Linked DNA regions of Capsicum annuum: region 2 is linked to region 1. Evidence: chromatin contacts called from public Hi-C data. All regions are on one chromosome and are shown on one strand. Each heading gives the region's core, a stretch centred on a gene start, on an enhancer-like site or on the middle of the called end of the contact. The rest is flanking DNA. Distances are from core to core; before and after follow the strand shown.

Evidence for each region. A called contact is a pair of places that touch in the nucleus more often than the background predicts.
Region 2: a contact with region 1 is called in a Hi-C map of leaf, with 2.0 times the contacts expected there. The contact joins the promoter of LOC107873272 here to the promoter of LOC107873274 in region 1. A contact is called at or near these places in 2 of 5 Hi-C or Micro-C datasets (both in leaf).

The regions. Positions count from the first base shown.
Region 1 is chr6:76,267,681-76,273,368 of UCD10Xv1.1, forward strand. It overlaps LOC107873274 (protein WVD2-like 3), which reads right to left and starts at 1,540. Exons shown (of 7, transcript XM_016720047.2): 1 at 1,388-1,540.
Region 2 is chr6:76,397,109-76,402,631 of UCD10Xv1.1, forward strand. LOC107873272 (syntaxin-related protein KNOLLE) reads left to right here and starts at 2,103. Exons shown (of 2, transcript NM_001325027.1): 1 at 2,103-2,724; 2 at 3,559-4,067. The coding sequence starts at 2,119. The coding sequence ends at 3,888.

The DNA.
Region 1 (5,688 bases), core at 290-2,789:
CCTACTTGGTGGGTGTCCTATTTTTTTACTTCGTATTTTGTAGTGCTCTTATTTCTCTTATCTCGCATTTTCTATGATTTCTATTTTTGATATTTTTATTCCATATTTCTGTTATGTCATCCATCCTGCTGCTTGTTTCATTACCGCCTTGTTTACTATTCTTTATCTTGAGCCGAGGGTCTATCAGAAACTGCCTCTCTATTTTTTCGGAGGTAGCAGTATGGACTGCGTACATCTTACCCTCCCCAAACCCCACTTTGTGGGAACACCCTGGGTTTGTTGTTGTTGTTGTTGTTGTTTCTCCAGCATCAGGTGATTGCTATTGTGCATTTGAGATTAGACCATTTCAAGCACACATTTCTAACAAAAGTAGCAAGGGAGAAGCCTTGTAATAATAAAATCAATGCTGGGCAGTGCAGCTTAGGATCAATGGATTGGTGTCCTAAAACTAAATAAAAGAAAGAGCCAGAATTTTTTGCTTGTCAATGATTAATGAAACAAGGAGCCTCCATAAGGTGAGTCCAAGACTATAAACAGAAAATATGCATGCATTTGTACATTATATACAGAAGCATAGAAAAGGTAGTCCTGTTTACAAAGCATCCCCATGTTCACGGAGGGTCCAGAGCAGGCCGCACCTCAAGGGGGTCTGATACAGAAACATATAGCTACAGGAATACATACACATATGAATAAAAATAGTGTAAAGGGGATCAGTATAATTTGTGCCAATCTCGGAAAAGATATTACACAAACTTCATGATGCATTACATAGAATTTGAATACCTATCTGAAAAATGTAAAGGTACAGCAAGAATACACTTCGAAGATAAATTTACAAAACTCCAAAAAATGATGGAAAAGGGAGCTAAAGAATGTGAGTTCTTATCTAGAAATCAGAATCTGAACTTTTTTAAAAAAAAAATGGGGACACAGGGGAAGAGATTACAAGGTGGGGAATCGAACCCCAAGAAGAACCAACTAAGCTATCAGCAATCGAACTCGAAACGCATTTCATAATGCAACATCCATCACATTCAAATCCTTAAAACCAGACAAAGAAAGATAGAAGACATTAAAGAATCGTAGCATATTTCGGTTTTACCTAGGGATATACATACTTTTGCAGCAGCTTCATAGTGCTATTTATTTAACACAATTATTACCCTCACAAAATCACCACATTGGCTATATTTCCAAAAATGAATAATAATATAGCATATTGTAAAAAGATCTTTTGCTATATAGATCTACCCCATAATGTACATAACATCACGATAACCAAATCCAACAACAAATGCAAACGGATCAAAATATTCTCACAAAAATAATACTAATAAATAAATGTACCCAAAATACAAAACTTTGAGTATTCTCCGTCACATACCTTGAGAAAGATCTATATGTTTGCTCCTCCTCTATATATGTGCCTTCTCTTACCCAGAAAATGTATGAAGTTATTTTTGTTACAAATAATAAAGTAAAAGAGGACAGAGGAAAATATATATATATATATATATATATATATATATATATATATATATATATATATATATATATGCTGCTATTTATTTATAGCAGAAAGACAGTAAAATAGAAAGAGCACGAAAAATAAGGAGTTCTTTATGTTATTTTTATTTTTAGATTTTTATGGATTTAGACAAAAAAAAGGAAAGGGAGAATACGATATTTTATTTCCTAAAACAATAAGGGCTCGTTTGGTAGAGTGTATTGGCAAAAATAATGCATGTATTAATTAATGTGTATTATGAATACCTTATTTGGTACAATTTTTAGTCAATGAATAACTAATACAAGCATTAGTTATAAAGTGTGTATTAAACTAATACAAACATTAATTATACACTCTATTGTGTATTAAAGTGTATATTATTAATACCACTCATTTTCTATATATTGGTAATGTAAAGTTTTTAATACATGCATTAACTTATTAAATGATTTTAATACCCCTCAATTTCCCTCTCAAAATATTTCACCATTCTTTTTCCTGTCATTTTAATTTGCAATAGTGAATCTTTTCAAAACATTTAACAATTTTTTTTCCCACCATTTTAATCTACAACAATGAATAATTGAATTAAATAATTGTAACATATTTTTTCTTTGCTTCAAGGATCTTTAAAAAGATTAAAAAAAATTGAAACTATTTCTTAATTTTACGTCTTATATTTTATTTTTGTTTCGACTATGTTAATCCGTTGGCATAATATTTCATGCGCAAAGACGAAGGTCTTGCAATTAATCCGAAACCTATATATATTAGTTCAACAATACTAATTATATTTGAGATGATAAAAAAAAATTGTTGCAAAAAAGTGTACAAAACTAAAGAAGAGTATTTTTGTAAACAAATATTTCTTTTATAGAAATTATATAAGATGTATTATTTCTTATACATCAAACCAAACAATGTATAAGAAATAATACATGCATAACTAATACAAGCATAAGTAATACAAACATTACTAATGCAGGCATTACTAATATATTATATTTTACATTGATCTTATACACTCAACCAAACGACCGTAAAGGAGTAGAAGATGTATTATATTATATTGATATGCATTTGCTAATACTAGTAACTTTGCACAAAAATTATATGACATAGATTGTAGTTTTATCTTTTTTTGAGCCTTATAATATTCATATTAAGGTCCAATTACTCAGATATGTACACCATAAGAATTAATGTTTATTTTGTGGGCTAACCCTTCAATTTTATTTTTATATATATATAAAATTTTAACTTGAAATCTCTAATTAAAAATAATGAAATCTCAAACATTCAAACATCCTATCATAACTTACTTAGTTATAAACTTATATCATACTACTTTTTTTTTTATATAGCAAACGAGTATAGAAGACCAATTATTGTGGCCTTTGCCATTGATTTGTATCCCTTGAAGAGGACAAAATTAATTTAAAGATTATTATAATGAAAGCAATTAAAGGGATTACATTTCAACATCCAGAGAAAATTTGTTTTTTTAACCTCTCAAAATTGAAAATCCTCTTGCCGGTGGATCTTTACAAATTTAATAAAGTGCTAAATCATTTAATTATTGATATGTTATGTTAGTTTATTTAAATTATTATTTTATATTTGAGGATGATATAATTTTAAAAACTCTAACTATAATATATTCCTTAATAGGAACCAATAATCTACATTACAATTAAATCAAAAATTAAGTATAATGACAATGATGTGTGTCTAGTCTAGTTTTTCTAATGCTTTTTAAATTTGTCAAAACACATATTTAGCAAAGGATAATTGTATCCACATAGTGATCATGGACAGAGCTATATGAATAATATGTTTTTTATTATGTATGATTTGGTTGAATTGTCTTTATCAAAAAATTATATTACTTAAAGAAAATATTTCTTGTGTATATATAAATTATTAAGTACTTTTAACATAAGGAAAGTTTATAATGTGATGCCAAAAGTTATTTACTATTTTTTTTAGAAAACAATATTAGCATAATCTTGCTAAACCCAAGTAGATTACAACTAAAATTCCTGAAACTTGACTCTTTAACCATAAATAGTTAGAAAGTCGAAAGGAATCATTGCTTTAATTTGTTTCAATCTTTGATTACTATTTGTTAACCCTACTGATAAAGTCTCACAACCTCTTTCTAATTTTAATTTCTCAACCCATTTTTATTCTAATTACTCTCCTTTTCGTTTTTCAAAAATATATTGTATATGTTTAAGAGAGAAAATGGTCGAAAGCCCCTTAACCTTTACCCCAAATTCCAATTACACACTTATACTTTGCGGGGGTCCTATAACCCCCCTGAACTATTTTAAAATGAAATTATTACCCCCGAACGCTGACATGGCAAGAGAGTGTGTTTCACTCTCTTTAAAGAGAGTGAGAACGAAGATAATTTATTAAAAATTTATTTTTAATATTTCTTTAAATAAATATATATAATGTTAATTATTATTTTTCTTTATTCATTTTCTTTCTTCTTCTTCTTCTTCTTCTTCTTCTTCTTCTTCACAAACAATGGCATCAACGACATCCAAGAACTCATCAATGACATTTCTTCTTCTTTTTCTTCTTCTTCTCCTCCTCGTCCTCCTTCTTCTTCTCCTCCTCATCCTCGTCCTCCTCCTTCTCCTCCTCTTCTTCTTCCTCCTCCTACTCATCCTTTTTCTTCTTCTTCTCTTCCTCCTCCTTTTTCTTCTCCTCCTCCTCCTCTTTCTTCTCCTTCTTTTTCTCCTCCACCTCTTTCTTCACGTTCTTCTTCTTCTCCTTCTCCTTATCCTTCTTCTTCTTCTTCTTTTTCTTCTTCTCCTTCTTCTCCTCCTTCTTCTTCTTCTTCTCCTCCTTCTCCTCTTCCTTCTCCTCTTCCTTCTCCTTCTTCTTCTCCTCCTTCTTTTCCTCCTTCTTTTCCTTCTTCTTCTCCTCTTTCTTCTCCTCTTTCTCCTCCTTCTTCTCCTTCTTATCCTTTTTCTTCCTCTTCTTCAATGGCATTCAAGAACTCATTAATGGCATTCAAGATTAATTTATCATCTTCCTCATCTCCAAGCATAAAATTGACTTTTTTCGACTTCATAGAACTAGTTTTGATTGATTAACCTTGTTAAATCAGTTCAGATTGAGAATTTTGAATTTTCTCAATCGAATCAACGATGTTCACTGATATGTAAGTAGATTTTTTCTGGGTTAATTTCAGCATTCTCAACGTTAATCAATCAATCAATTTCAGATTGACGTTCAGAATGTTGAATCAATTCAGAATGGAAAATTCAAATTAATTTTCTGGGTTAGAATCATTCCTTAGCTCCCTCAAAATTGATTGACGTTCAGAATGTTAAAATTCATCAAAAAAATGAAGTCGCCGGAATTTTAAATTTTGTCGGCGTCATCACTGTCCAGCGGTGTTTCATTGCCAAAAATTGTGAACCATTTAAGTTGCTTATCTTTCTCCGTTAATCTGAGAAGGCGACGCCATTTTGTGAAATTGAATAGTTTTTGGACATTAATTGTTGATTGAGGAGTAATCTTACATCATTTGATCAAATGTTGCATTTGAAATGTAAATTTATGTTTTGTGTGTTACTCCATGGACTAACAGAGGAAGGAAGGAGAAGTAGGAGTAAAAAATAAAAGAGAAAAAGAAAAGTAATAAATTTTTATAGTAAAAAAAAAGTAATATGACGTGGAATTACGTGGCAGTGCGTTCAGACCACTACTTAAAATAAAATCTGGGTATGAGCTTTTAGACGGGTATATATTCCACTTTAAAATAGTTCGGGGGTAATAATTTCATTTTAAAATAGTTTAGGGGGGTCATTGGACCCCCCCCCCCCCCCCCCACAAAGTATAAGTGTGTAGTTGAAATTTGGGGTAAAGATTGGGGGGTGGGGGTGGGGGGGCTTTTGACCATTTTCTCATGTTTAAGACGATAATTCGTTTTACAATGTGTCTCATAAGAAATGATTGTGAACGATTAGTACCAATGTTTGCCCAGAGCTCTTTAGGGGGCGTTTGAGGTTTGGCCATTAAATATTTTTGTTAAGTTTGAACTCCAAAAAATATGTTTGATCATATAATTTTTTTCAAAAAAAAAAAATTGAACTCATTTTAAAGTTAAATTTTAAAATTTTCAGAAATTTGAAAAGGAAAAATAGTTCGGT
Region 2 (5,523 bases), core at 853-3,352, 130 kb after region 1:
GGAAATCTTAATGTCATTCTCACTTCGGTCATCTCTACCCTCCTTAGACCTCATTTTGTGGGTTTATTCACTTCAGTTATCTAAGATGTGATGCCTTTATGAATTAATTGGGGTGAAAACTACTTTAAAGTTGTTGTTCAAAACATATTGGGTTTGCAATTTATTTAGGAAAAAAACCACGAGGAGAGGAACATGTATACACCTTTTGGTCATCAAATCATAAGAAAACTAAATCAAATGTCATTAACACTGCTGCTTCTTTCTTCTTCTCCTACACAACTATTGACTTCATGCCACTGTGTTGAAATCTGGACGTAGAAAACAACGTGTCTTTGCCCTCAAAACTATTGTGGCTATGTTTTAAATACTTTGTAAATGTTGAAAATATTTTAAACAACGGTCCCAAAAGTGGCTACTGATGCACTAGTCCCACCTTTATTTTGGATGTCCAAGAAGTGTGAACCTTGCATTCAAACTTGCTTGATGTAGAAGTATTCAAAATTGAAACAGTGTACCATAAGATATTAATAATTGAAACTAATACTGACATTTAACAATATTTAACGTTATTTTTACCTCTTAACTTTGTCTAAGGGATAAATGCTTCCTCCAACTATCAATAGGCATTTTCCCTTCTACCTTAATTAGAACTTTTAAATATTTATTTCATCCTAGATTATCAAAATTGCAATTTTGTAATTTTAGTATCAAAATATTGATATTTTTCTCTTTCTCTCTCTTTTTTTAAATTCATATTATTAAACCCACATACAGGAAAAAATCAAATTTTATTTTGGGAGTGAAAAAAGTAAATTAAATAATGCTAAACAATTAAGGGGTAATAATCATTCCAAAATCTGCGGTAGTAACCATTCCAAAATCCTTTCTGTTGTATCCTACACATAATGGAAATTTTGTTGTTTGGCTGGGACACCTTATCCCACGATTAGTTATCCCACCCACAATATGAGATAAAAATAACATTATCATCGTGGGCTAACTAATCTCGATGAGTTATCACATGCATTTTATCCCAACCAAATGTGTGAATTCTAAAATTAATTTCAAAATTAGTTATCTCTCATCCTTTATACCAAACGAATCTCAGTGCACTGCACTGCCCCTTTTATCTTTTTCCGTTTCCATATTTTTATCCCCATTTTTTCCCTTTCTTTTAGTAACCTTTTACCATTGCAAAGTTGATTTGATCCATTCACAAATGTATCTCCTAATCGAGATTGAGAAGTTCCTCTCTATATGGGTCCATTGATCCAAAAAACACTTACCACATGTTCAATTGTTCAATAGGAAAAAATTGTAATTGAAGTGTGTAAATAAAATTTCTAAAAAATTTAAGAGATGATTAATGTAAATAAGCATTTTTGTAATTGAAGCGTGTAAATAAAATTGGAAAAAATACATAAAGTAACATACTTAAGTATTAAATTACAAAAAATAGCAACACTTTTATCAAATTATATTTTGTACCATATGTATTTGGATGTATTTGTATTTTTATAGCAACAGTTTGTAAAAATACAAAATACATATCGATCATAAGAGCAATAAAAATCATATGTATTTGTATTTTTGTAGCAACAGTTTGCAAAAATACAAAATACAACTTGTTATAGCAAATAAGTATGCTATTTCTGAATTTTACCCAAAAAAATTTTCTAAAAAAATTTAAGAAATGGTTAATGTAAATAAGCATTTACTTTTTATATACCAGAATAAAGTACCTGAGGTAAAACTGTCAAATTTAGTCAAAGTCAAACCCATAAATAATTACAGTACTAATTACCTAAAAGAAGCCATAAATACTGGTTAACAGCAAAAAATGTGAAAAGTAAATTTGACGACAACATGTTGCTGATGAAAAATAGAGAATCCAAGAAACCTTATTTTATTCAAAACAAAATATAGCCGTTAAACAGAAGATCCTCCAACGGCTATCTTTCTCCTTAATCCACCAATCCAAATCCTTCAAATCGTCCTCTTTATAGCTTATACATTGTCCATTGTCATCTCCAATCACTGCAACAATCTCTATCTGTTTTAAAAAATTCTCCTTCTTTACTTGATTTTCTCGCTTATCTCTCAAAAACAAAATTCACGATGAATGATTTGATGACAAAATCTTTCACTAGCTACGTTGATTTGAAGAAAGCAGCGATGAAAGACGCTGAATCCGGTCCAGATTTGGAAATGGGTATGACTCAAATGGACCAAAACCTCACTGCTTTCTTAGAAGAAGCTGAAAAAGTGAAAGTTGAAATGAATTCGATCAAAGACATTCTTCGTCGTTTACAAGACACGAACGAAGAAAGCAAGTCCTTAACCAAACCCGAAGCTCTGAAATCGATGCGTAATCTTATAAATTCGGATATTTTAGCTGTGTTAAAGAAGGCAAGAGCTATAAGGTCTCAGCTGGAAGAGATGGACCGGTCTAATGCAATAAACCGGAGGCTTTCGGGGTGTAAGGAAGGGACACCGGTGGATAGGACTCGATTTGCAGTGACGAATGGGCTGAGGAAGAAGCTTAAGGAACTTATGATGGATTTTCAGGGACTGAGACAGAGGATGATGAGTGAGTATAAGGAGACTGTTGGGAGAAGGTACTTTACCGTGACCGGTGAGCAGCCGGATGAAGAGGTTATTGACAAGATTATATCTAGTGGAAATGGTCAAGGTGGTGAAGAATTTCTTTCTAGAGCTATTCAGGTATGCCTAATAAACCCCAAAAAATCATGTCTTTTTCCCCAATTTCTCTCCCTTCTCCTAATTTCTTGAATTGTTTCTGGTGGCTTAATTTGAAGTGTTTTATTTCATGATTTGAGTGATTAAACCCAATTTATTGAATTTTGGACTGTTGTTAGTTCAATGCTATGGAGAGTATTCATAGAGTCGCCCAACAAATATTGAATCTTGGAGTGTCATTAGTTCTAATCTATAGTGAGAATTCATATAGCCGTCCATCAGTAGTTCAAATCTAGAGTAAGAATTCATTTAGCCGACCATCAAATTATTTGAATTTTGGATTGTTACTACTAGTCCAAAGAATTCATATAGACTTACAGCGATCTCCTAGTTATTGATTTTTCAACTGCTGCCAACTAAATCAAAAGACAGGATTCTCATAAGCCAACCAAAACAAATACTTTTTTAAGAATTCTCTCTGTTTCCCCATTTTTTCTTTCTGTAGAGAAACAGTAGTTTTGTTGAACTTGTTACATGTTGGCTTAGTTTGAAGTGTTTGTTTTCAAAATTTACAGAGTTCATTTTGTCTAATAACCCTAATTAAAGAAATTTGGAGTGAGAATTCATATAGTTTACCATCAAACTATTGAATTTTGGACTTTTACTAGTCAAATTGATAATGAGGAGATTCATACAGCCGTCTCCAAATTATTGAGTATTCCAGTGTTCAAAATCATTGTTGAACTTTGAACTGTTACTAGTTCAAATGGAAAGCCAAGATTCTTATATTCAAGCAAACTAAATTGGATATGAAGCATAGTTGATATCTTGTCTAACAAACTTTGTTGGTGGGTGCAGGAGCATGGAAGGGGAAAGGTCTTGGAAACAGTGGTGGAGATACAGGACCGTCATGATGCGGCTAAAGAAATCGAAAAGAGCTTGCTTGAGCTGCACCAGATATTCTTGGACATGGCAGTGATGGTTGAGGCACAAGGAGAGAAAATGGATGATATTGAGCACCATGTGGTGAATGCAGCCCAGTATGTTAATGATGGAACCAAGAACCTCAAGACTGCAAAAGAATATCAGAAGAGCAGCAGGACATGGATGTGCATTGGCATTATAATTCTCCTGATTCTGATCCTGGTAGTCATCATCCCAATTGCTACCAGTTTCACTAAATCTTGAAGAGGCCCCATGGGGGATACAACTGAGCTTGTTTGCTAGCGTTTCCATTCTTTATATTCTTTTGTAGCAGTTACTTTGATCACTCTCGTGAGAATTATGTGTATGGTTTAGTAGAACAAGGTTGTTATTCTATATTTTATTCTGTGTGAACCTTAATAGATTTGCCGTTTTCGTTAACATATCTTCTGTTTTCTGATGCTAAACTATAGTTTAGCACCTACATTTGTTACAATATTTTGAGACATGTCTCACAAATAGGCAATTTGTTCTGCCAAACAATAGAGATTTACTGCCATAATCCAACCAAAACGCAGACCAGGAAGCTGATAAATGAGATGTCTTTCTTTCTTAGTCTGATAATTGCATAGCAAATGTTAAGAGACGTATTTGATGTTGATCACAAGAGGGGTCTATGTAGTCTTACTATGTCATTTGCATCTTTCACTTGGACAACTGATTAAATCCCCCCATTGCCATCATGTGAACTTGTAAATTTAGCAAGATGAATCGCACTTCTGTGGGAATGTGATTAGCTCTAGACTCTAGTTATGCTGTATTTTTTTTAATCAAGGTATATGCAGGTAATAATTAATCTTAATTAGTTTTCCATTAAATAATCTTTCATCGCTTAAATTATACTACCTCTAGTATAAAATTTGTAAAGAAGAAATAAAACTAGAACAGCCCCAAGTCACCACAACCTGAAAATATACTGCAAAGTCGCAACTTGCTAAGTAGATGAGCCAGAAACTATACTAAAAGCTCTTTCCATTTGAACCCTCCTACATAAAAGAGGATAAAAATGTTCTTAATATGAGAAAGAATGATTCAAGAACTTAGAGGTTCTTTTTAGGTCTTGCTGTAATCAGTTTAATTAATAAACACAGCTAGAAAAACCACATTGACAAGTAGAATTTTCCAAGTAATCAGATGATTCAAATCACGATTGAATGAGAAAATTATTTGTTCATAGCTGTGATGGCTAACCAACCACAGGAATTCTCATACCTTTGTTTGTCAACAAACACAAAGGCAATTTTGGGTAGTTAAAAAAATCAAAGTCAGGAGCTTATATATAACAAGCAGTCCTCCCCTTGAATTTTGTTTTTGATTTTGTTGAAGAAAGCTCAAAATAACTTTGAACCCATTATGATAAATACCCATATACATGGTCAAGCTAAAAACCCAAGAAAAGTAAAGAAAATACTCCGTTGTACTTTATTTTTCCTTGTGTTTTTTGGTTAACTGGATGGTTAGATAAATAAAAACTTAAACAGTGTACATACAAATTCCAGCTAAGATCAGTCTGGGTTAATAGCAAAAAATAAGTGGATTTGCCCCACTTGGGAATCATTATAGAATTTAATTGTTCTTTTGAAGCTAGTTCCTAATATGTCTGCTCAAGCTGCTTTACGGACATAAATTAGGAGCTACAAAAACTTGTGATCCATCAAAAGTTGCAAATTTTGCTCCACGTTTTGCAAGCACATCTGCTACACTGTTCTGTTCCCTACAGTTGTGGTGTACCACTGATCCTTCCGGTCTTCTTAATCTTGACCTGCAATCATCAAAAACAATATTATAGAATAGGTTTACCTCTTTTAACATTATTATAACCTTTTGAGAATCAATGCT